Linked DNA regions of Sus scrofa: region 1 is linked to region 2. Evidence: chromatin contacts called from public HiChIP or PLAC-seq data. All regions are on one chromosome and are shown on one strand. The core of a region is the stretch at or near the end of the contact, and the rest is flanking DNA. Distances in the headings are between cores, read along the strand shown. Region 1 overlaps LOC102163402 (a long non-coding RNA gene). Region 2 overlaps LOC102163120 (a long non-coding RNA gene).

What was found. HiChIP or PLAC-seq counts read pairs in DNA pulled down with a chosen protein or histone mark.
Region 1: a contact with region 2 is called in an H3K27ac HiChIP or PLAC-seq map of alveolar macrophages. The contact joins two enhancer-like sites. A contact is called at or near these places in 2 of 47 Hi-C or Micro-C datasets (embryonic fibroblasts and fibroblasts) and 1 of 2 datasets of contacts at active chromatin or transcription factors (alveolar macrophages).

Annotation. Positions count from the first base shown.
Region 1 is chr9:73,976,056-73,980,902 of Sscrofa11.1, reverse strand. LOC102163402 (a long non-coding RNA gene) reads right to left here. Exons shown (of 8, transcript XR_002335814.1): 7 at 3,662-3,793. Among named protein-coding and RNA genes, the nearest start is that of BET1, 190 kb to the right of the region's middle. Within about 2 kb of position 2,657, at least 22 of the 83 cell types and tissues checked have an H3K27ac peak or open chromatin away from gene starts, as enhancers often do. A contact at or near this core is called in alveolar macrophages, where this site is marked.
Region 2 is chr9:73,766,648-73,771,660 of Sscrofa11.1, reverse strand. It overlaps LOC102163120 (a long non-coding RNA gene), which reads left to right. Exons shown (of 4, transcript XR_002335818.1): 3 at 1-74; 4 at 3,909-5,013. Among named protein-coding and RNA genes, the nearest start is that of BET1, 23 kb to the left of the region's middle. Within about 2 kb of position 2,155, at least 1 of the 83 cell types and tissues checked has an H3K27ac peak or open chromatin away from gene starts, as enhancers often do. A contact at or near this core is called in alveolar macrophages, where this site is marked.

The sequences.
Region 1 (4,847 bases), core at 1,408-3,907, 210 kb before region 2:
TGAATAATGCTGCTGTGAGTATTGGGGAGCATGCTTTTTGAATTATTATTTCTGTCTCTTTTTTTTTGGATATATGCCCAGGAGCAGACTTGCTGAGTCATATGGTAGTTGTATTTTTCGTTTTTGAGAAACCTCCAGAGTGTTTTCCATAGTGGCTGCACCAAAATACATTCCCACCTGCAGTGCAGGAGGATTCCCTTTTCTCCATATCCTCACCAATATTTGTGACTTGTGTTCTTTCTGGTGATAACCACTCTGACAGGTATGAGGTGATATCCCACTGTGGCTTTAATTTGCATTTCTCTGGTGATTAGTGATGTTGAGCATCTTTTCATATGCCTCTTGGCCATCTGCAAAAGAAGCTTTGTGTATTATTCATTTCAGATCCAGAACTTCGTGTGTGATGAAGGTGAGACCCAAAGTTCCTCTTCTCTGCTCAAATTTACAAACCTACAGCCAGTTCTCTATAATCCCTCTATATGTCTTTTTATGGCATTGCATTAAGTAAGAAATGATTAGTAAAGTCTCATCCAGCCCTTGAGAGTTCATTATTTTAACAGATGAGCTTTCAAAAATTGCATCATTTTGGATGTAACCCTTCAAACTATTATTGAAAACTTTCACACTTTTCTTAATCATATGATTATTTCTTTTTTTCATTACCAAAGACTATAAATCTAAGTATCAGTAATTGTACTACAATACAATACAGTGACATCTTAGAGTAATTACTGGTCTATGGGACGTCTCCCCTGAAACTAAATAGTTCCCAGTGTTCAGATGCCTTAGGTCTTCATTTATGGTTCCATGTTCAGTTTTGTTTTGTTTTTTTTTTTCTCACTATGAGGCATTTCGATGTCACTTCCTGCTGCCGTCAATAATCTGGTCTCCAAAAACTCACACCAACTTTCTAATTTTCTTCTAATACTTAAGAGTTCAGAAATCAGGAAAAGAAGCTTTCATAACTAGACCAAACAAAGAGTAAATGTACTAAAAGTGAAATCTTTGGGGATTTTTCTAGGAACACATACAGATTTTAGTGAGCAGATCTATGTTGGTATTGGTTTTGGCCCCTCAGGTTTCCCCTTCCTACTTTCTCATCTGATTTCCACTGGAGTTTTGATAATTGAGGTGACCAGACAATTAGCCTTAAGATATGTTAAACTAAGTACCAATTTGGAACACTGAAGTAGCAACTAATTGCAGGGTCAAATTCCAATAAATTTAATCTCTATGTAATTTAAAATACTACAGCCACTTTGAAAAAATATTCTGGCCCTTCTTCACAAAGTTAAACAACAGTTATCATTTGACTCAGCAGTTCCACTCCTAGTTACATAACAAAGAGAAATAAAAATGTGTCCACACAAAAATTTGTACAAGAAAGTTTACAGTAGTCATTATTCATAGTAGCCAAAAGGTGGAAACAACCCAAATGTCCATCAACTGATGAATGTATGAATAAAGTGTGGAATATACACATAATGGAATATTATTTGGCCATAAAAAAGAATTAAGTACTACAACATGAATAAACCTGGAAAGCATTATGTTAATGAAAGAAGATAGTTGCAAAAGACCAAATTTAAATTATTTTATTTATATGAAATGTCCCAAATAGGAAAATTTAAAGAGACAGAAAGTAGATTAATGGTTGTCTACGGCTGGGGGTTGAGGGTGGGAGGTGTTGGGTGTTGGTAGATAAAGGGTACAGGAGTTTCTTTTTGGCGACGAATATTTTCTAAAATTGTAGTTACTGTTGCAAAATTGTGCATATACTAAAATCATCGAACTGTACACTTTTTCCTTCCTTCCTCCCTTCCTTCCTTCTTTCCTTTCTTCTTTCTTTCTTTTTTTTCTTTCAATTTGTAGGGGCGCACCTGCAGCACATGGAAGTTCCCAGGCTAGGGGTCGAATTGGAGCTACAGCAGCTGGCTTACATCACAGCCACAAGAACTCAGGATCCAAGCCACATCTGTGACCTACACCACATCTCACGGCCACACTGGGTTCGTGACCCACTGAGCAAGCCCAGGGTTCGAACCTGCAGCTTCATGGATCCTAGTTGGATTTGTTTCTGCTGTGCTACAATGGGAACTCCGAATTGCACACTTCAGATGGGTGAATTGCATGGTATGTGGATTATATCTCAGTAATGCTATTACTAAAACAAGTCGCCATGTAACAAAATGATGATCAATCTTAAGCTGAAATTCCATCAGTGTCAAACCATATTTTATTCAACACACTTAGACAGTTTTAAAAAGTTTATCTCAAGCAGATCCTGTGTGTAATAGTATTTTGATGAGGACAAATGCTTTCCCCAAATTGCCTGTCTTAATGGTAGGGAATTTGACTAATCACCACTCCTAATCTACACTAATGGAGACTAAACTTTCACATGAAGGCCTTGTATGCCCCCTCTTTTTTTGCTGGTTTTTTTTGTTTTGTTTTTTTTCGTTACGAAAGACATGACTGTCTGGGATCTCACTTTTACAGTGTGACGCAAACAGGATTTCTTAAAGACAGGAATGTTCAATAGAAGAATGATGATTAATCAGCACAGAAGAATTTCTAATGTCCTGGTTAACTTGTGGAGTCAAGTTGTTTGCTATCTTTTCATTGTTACTATAGAGATCAGGGAGCTGTAACCTCATGTGGTTTGGACAGGAAGCTTCTTCCACTTCATCAGCAACAAAAGGACAGAGGGCAGCAGTGCTGAGTTGGGGGAAGGCCTGCACATGAGAGGCAGGAGGCTCTTTCCTGAGCCTGTCCAGGGTTTCTGGGTTATGCTGGTGACTCTCGTTTGTGTCTCTTAGGTTTACTTTCCCTGTTACAAGTTTTCAAATTAGGTCCTGGGAAAAGATGTTTCAGCTTATTGACCTGAGCTATTTTTCTGAAACTCTCTACAACAGGATTCTCACCTTCCTGTGCTGTTATTAAATTTTATTTAAAGTAAGACAACAACATGACATTTCATTATTAAGTAAGTTTAAAAAGAGAATAGGAAAAAATTGTTAATAATTCAATCTGAACTGGCTAGAGGCAAATAGCTACATTAAAAATAAATGCATTTAGGGTGTAATCTTCTAGATTGTTTATAAAAATTATGCCAGGGACTAATAGGAAAATCAGAATAATTACCTATACATCCTACTTTTATATAAAACTGTATATTTTCTCCATATGATAAACTTATGGCTGGGGGAAATGCTATCATAAGAAACTCTGTGTGTTTGTGAAGATGCTGAACATGTGTCAGACATGTGTTCATAATGTAGACTTAGAGAATTTGTAAGAATTTGCTTTCTGCAACAGGGCAAGATATGGAATTATCAACATTATCCAGTTATCTAAAGGTCTTCTGGATGACAGGCTATTCCAAAAATTTTAAAATTAAGACACTTTTAAAAATAAAATATGTAGTTTGCTAATAAACTTAATATTCATGTTGATCATTTGCAAAAAGTTATTTCAAATGATTATTTTAATGCTTTACTGGAGTTCCCTTGTGGCTCAGTGGATTAGGATCTGGCATTATCACTGCCTTGGCTGTGATTACAGCTGTGGCACAGGTTCAGTCCCTGGCCCAGGAACTTCCTCATGCCATGGGTGTGCCCAAAAATAAATAAGATGTTTTAAAAGTAAATAAATGCTTTACATTCTGGAATTTCTTGTTGGCCTAGCACTTGAGGATTCAGTGTTGTCACTGATGTGGTGGGAGCTTGCCTCCTGGCCCAGGAGCTTCTGCTTGCCTCGAGCAAGAGAATTACATCATCATACTGGAACATTCCTGGATTAGGAAACAAAAGTGGAGCGTGTGTTAAGGGTCCAGCTTAGACGATTTGGGAGTCCATTCCACCTCCACACAAAGGGAGAGGTGACCACAGGGAGTGATAAGCTGGTTCAGCAGAACTGATACTTGCTTATGGCTCACTCTGTATGAAACTGCTATTGCAGGATTCTATTCTGGCAAGTGGATTTAGTAGTATGGTAGCAAATTTTTACAGTGTCTTTAAAAATCCTACATCTGTGAGCACAGATACTAAGTAGAACTTTAATCTGATTAGGAGTTGCAGCTTCGTGTTCTATTATGCATATACTATAAATGCTAAATGGACTGAGGCAGGAGGCTAACACTGATTAGACTGATCCTGTGAAAAGTCCGACATTTCCTAGGAAGACAGGCATTTTGTATGTTAAAAACCATATTACTTCATAAGATCTGGATTAATTGTGTCAGGAAAGCCCTATTTATTTAGGTAAATTCAAAACAGTTGGAACAGTTGATTAATCCCAAGGGCTAAGTAGCATAAATAAATCAATTTATGGGCCAACTGGAAATAAGATTAGGGCAGGGACTGTGCATGCATTAAAAGTGAACTAATGTAAATTGCAATGTTTGGAAACTTGTAGCACATTTACTAAAGGTAAAATATTATTCTAATAATTGAAAAATATTATGGGTTTTAACATCATTACTAACTCTGCAGGATTTAATTTTAGGTGCTTGCCGGTAAGAATTATGATAAATACCTATTTTCACCTTATGCAGCCTTTCCTAAAGATTATGCAAATTTCCTTAAGTGATAGTAAAAGTTATTTTTTGTATCCACTTGAATACAATAAAGACAATCTTTACGAATAAACCCTAGGCCAATGTCACTAATTAGCTTTCTAATTCATTGCATATGAAGCAGGGATTTAAATCCTGCTGTCTCCTTTTCAGAACTAAAATTCTGGAAAAAAAATTTTTTTTTTGTTTGGTCCCTGGACATATCTGAAACCAGTAACTCCCCTGAACTCGAGGTAGTCCAGAATGTGACGTGACTGGATGCTGAGTACGT
Region 2 (5,013 bases), core at 906-3,405:
GATCCAAACCACCATTTAAAAAGTGATAAAACTATGAGGTCATTACACGAATCAGATGGCCTAAGATCCCAGAGGTAAGTGGTGGTAAAGTCAAAACTAGATCTCATTACCTTTTAATCAAGTCCATTTTTTTCCATTTCACCACCTAGGCTCCACCTCAACTGTGTTTGCTTTGCAACCACTTTTGTCATCTGAATGTTACTGAAAAGAGATATAATTAACAGCAAGTTTCTTTGTTGGCTTTAAAATATCTAGACAGCTAGATTAGCTAGCTAGCTAGATAGATAGCTTGGTTATGCTTCTATAACATTCTTAGTGGCTTAAAATGCCAAAATCTATTTCTTGCTCTTGCCACATACCTAATACAAGTTGTCTAGGTAGCCCTGCACTATGTTATCTTCGGTGCTGACATGAGCGGGTCTCATCTTTGAGCTTCATAATCACAGAAGGAAGAAAAATGGGATGTGATAAACAGTGCTTTACACTTGTGTCCAGCAAAGACAGGAGACATTCTGTTTACACTTCACTGCCAAAGTCTATCACATAGCCACCCACATATCAGAAGGCAAGAAGGGAAATCTTCCCATGTGCTTATGAAGAAAGAAAAATATTTAGTAAGCAGCATTCAGGACTATATTAGATATATATAACAGCTATTCCTTTGAGCTTTGCCGGGACAATGTTCACGTCATTATACATTCACTGAATAATGAATATTCATATATCTGCAAAAATGCTACCAGAAAACAGAAGGCTAATGAAATGTGATATCTGATTATACAAACCTACTTCATGAAACATATTATGTTACTAAACAGATTTTTAAGTGGGTAACATACAAGACCAAAAAACCCCTAGTATTTAAAAACCCTATTATCACTTGAAGGTTCAATTTCTTCAGAAATACACTTGTTTATTGATTAGACAAATACTTTGCAGACAAATGCTACTTTTCCCCTCAATTCAGTTTTACCCAATTTAATAATGAAGTCAGGGCAGAAAATTTATGCTATAGTATGTCTTCTGTTTTATTGAAAACTGACCATGGTTTGAGGGGAGTACCTAGAGAAAGAATGAAATAGCCTAGGTGTAGGGAAGATCTAAACATCTGAAGGGTCATATCAAGTTGTCACTAAAATGCTAAATGTTCTTAGGGGAAAGAAAGTTCAAAGCCAAATAAATTGCTCGTTCATTGCTTAAACCGTATGTGCTATGTTAGCTGCTTTAAACGTTTACATTTTTCCAGTGCTATTCAGCTTATTCAAGGTTAATATAGGAGAACAATTGCCTGTAGAAAGAGTAATAATATTATGACAATTACCCAAAGGTCTTAAAAGCTGACTAATTGAAGCTTTGGTGGGGCAGGAAAACGTTTGCGTCAGAAACATTTAGGTTTAAATTTTAGCTTTTCCGTTTTTAGCTGGGTAGCAATTCATGTAATCTCTTCCAGCACAGTTTCCTTTTCTGTGAACTGGGGTTAGCTTTATCTCTGTCACAGGGCTGGGTTTTTTTGTTTGTTTTGTTTTTAAATTTTATTGGGGTATAGTTGATTTACAATGTTTGACTAGCTTCACCTTTACAGCAAAGTGAATCAGCTATAGATATACATATGTCCATTCTTTTCCCCCAAATAGGTTGTTATAGAACACTGAGTAGACCTCCCTGGGCTATACTGTAGGTCCTTGTTACCCATCTATTCTCTCTATAGTAGTGGGGTATATGTGCTAATCCCGCCCTCCCAGTTTATCCCTCCCCTCCATGATTTTCTCTTTGGTAACCCTGAATTTGATTTCTAAATATACGAGTTTGTTGCTGTTTTATAAATTATTTTGTATCTTTTTTTTTTATTGTATTCCACATGTAAGTGATATGTGGACTGCTGAAGGGCTCATTCATTCTTTTGTTCTTCAAAATGTTTAATAAGCCATTCAACGTGGCATGCACTTGGCTGGGCATGAGGGACACAATAAAGTGTAGAGCAACAAGAGAGAAGCTAAATCCAGAGATGATCAAAACAAGCATATTTTGATAAAGAAGTAGGGAAATCAGAGGGAGAGTTACTAAGGAGACCATTTTGGATGAGATGGTTAGAGAAGCCCTCTCTGAGAAGCTGAGGTTGGGAGGATGGAGATGAGTCAACTAAGCAAAGAGCTTGGGAGTAAGGCCAATTGGTCAGTGGCCATAGAATTGCAAGGGTAGGAAGCTGACTCAATGAGATGGGGCACTGGAGTTCCCTAGTGGCCTACCAGTTGAGGATCCAGTGTTGTCACTTCTGTGGCACAGGTTTGATTCTTCACCTGGGAACTTGCCTTAAAAAAAATGAGATAGGGCATAATAAGCCCTCACAGAACCTCCAACACTTTTGCCTCACTACTCTTTTACCCACTACCACCTACTCACACTCTCATGATCATTCTGCTTTGCACACAAAAACTTGTCAGGATGTGTGGTAACAGTTGTGGTGAGTTTTAAGGGAATAAAACCTAGTGAGTACAATAGCAACCAATAAGAGCCTTTGGGAGAATTCATTGTTAATATAATAAGTTAAGAATAGTTTCCTGAGATACTTTCAAAGAGGAGGAAAAAAATGAATACAGTTTCCTAGGAATGTGTAATCTTAGAATAGGTCATCAGTTCTAAAATACTCAAAACCAGTTTTATGTTTGGCTTTCTAGAATTTAATTAATAGGTTAGTTGTCTGTACTATATTGAAGTTTTAGCAAAATAAATGATCTAAAGATATATTCCTTTTAGCCTAAATACCATTCGAATTCAGTTACTTATCTCAGAGGATGGTAGTCAAAGTTGCTAAATTATCTAGGATGAGCTGAACAAAAATCTTGCTTATAAAAGTTTTCAACTTGACACCCCTTGAGGTGTCTGTGTATTTTTCATGTCTCATTACCTTTACTGAAAAATCAGTCTGAGGAAAACAGGCCATCCAAATAAAACAGACCATCCAAATAAAATTGTCTTTAAAATATGCAATGACAAAGCTCTACCACTAAGTTCCATCTAACACTTTGATCAAATATTCCTGTCAAGTACCAGGCAACAGTCTCCTGATTCAGCCTACATAAAATTCAAAGGTATGAAGACAAACATGTTTTCAAGACAAGAAATATCCCAAGTACTATCCTAATGTACAGGTTAGAACAGATTCAAAGTCACTCTCAAGCAGAATGTCCCATCATCTTTGATGCCAAAAGCTCTGTAAACAGTGAACAAACCTTAATTCCATGTTATGATTCCTTGAAAAAAGATCTATAGGGGCCTGAACTGGAGTATCCAGATGGCCACCATTAAATGATGACACTTTTATTAACCACAAATGATCATGATTGGATAAAATATGAAACAAACTCAAGTACTATCATACTAAGCTAATTCTTACATTTTAAAGTGTAATAAAAATCATCTTTTCTTTTACAGTTACCCAGAAAGCTATTGTTCATAGATCCTGCCTACATTCATCTTACCTAGGAGATAGAGTTGACGGCGTTAGAGCATTCTTATGTTTAAATTGTCATTACACACTTATTGTGAACATTATATATTATATATATGTATGTATATTATATATCATATGTATGCTACAAATAGGTACCTTTGCAATATATCCTATTTAGTAAAGCTCTCTAATAATCTTGTCATATCTTCTTTGCTCAACTTTTGAAAGTAAAAATTGAACATCCTTCTTTCACAATGTGAAAAGTGGTTCCAGATGTGAGGGGATAGGAAAAAGCAAGGATAAAAGATTGATTTAGGTTTTCTATCGCATCAGCCTTCCATTAATTCACTGATTAGCTGCTCAGTTTTTTTCAGCAACTCTCCTGAAATTATATTTACTTCACTTTTAAACAAATATTTCAAATTACTTAGAAACCAAGATATAGGTGTTTTCTCAGGTGGACCCTTCAGATTCTAAGTAATGAAAACAGTGGAAGCCTGGTTCTGCAAATTTCAGCTCTTCCTTGTCATTTGTCCAGAAGCCTAAACGGAAACAGTCTTCCTTCCAGGCCCATCTATCACAGCCACAGAGTTACGTAATAAAACGTCAAAATAATGACTTGGAGACACTGTGAAATGCTACAGTGCCTGCCAAACTTCCAAGAAACAGGTAAGCTTTTATAAAAATAAGTATATTTTATGGACTTATAATACTTTGAAAATTGAAAACAATATATAGTTGAGCATAATATTAAAAGTAGCATCATGACATTCTTCAACTATTTCAGTGAAAGCAGCCTTTTCACACACTATCTGAGATCATTTCAGCTTTCAAAAATGATAAGAGTCTGCTTGTAATTAACACATAAATGATGACTCAATGACAATTTAATTTTTTGTGTAAAAGCAACATGCACTAGCATGGAATTCTCCCTATTAAAGCCCAATCTCCTTTGCTGTTAGTTTTCAGATACTTTCTAATATGTAGTATAAAAATTTTTGCATTATTTTTTAAAATAAAAATTGGTTAATTTTTTTTTCACAACCAAAGCCACATATAAGGAAGTTCCTGATAAAAATAAAAACATCTTTTTCAAATATTCATGTTCATGGTAGGAATTTTAGAAAACAGAAAAGTATAAAGCAGAAAATTAAAACTGTCTAGATTTCACCATCCAAAGATGACTGCTTTTAATATTCTTATACATTTTGCTTTGGGTTTTAAATCTTTTTGTTTAGAAAAAATTTAGAAGGATAGAAAAGTTGCAAGTATAGCACAGAAGGTTACCGTATATACTTCAGACAGCTTCCCTTAAGGTTAGGGCTTACATTATCATAGTACTGTTACCAAAACTTAGGAAATCAACATTGAAACAATCCTATTAATGAAGCCAAAGACTATTAAAATTATCCAGCTTTTTTTTTGTTTTGTTATTAATGTCCTTTTACTGTTTCCAGGATCCTCTTTAGGATCTCATGTTGTATTAGGTGTCATGTTTCTGACGTGTGATGAGATTGACACTTCAGAAGAAGACTACTCAGTTATTTTAACTTCTTTCTACA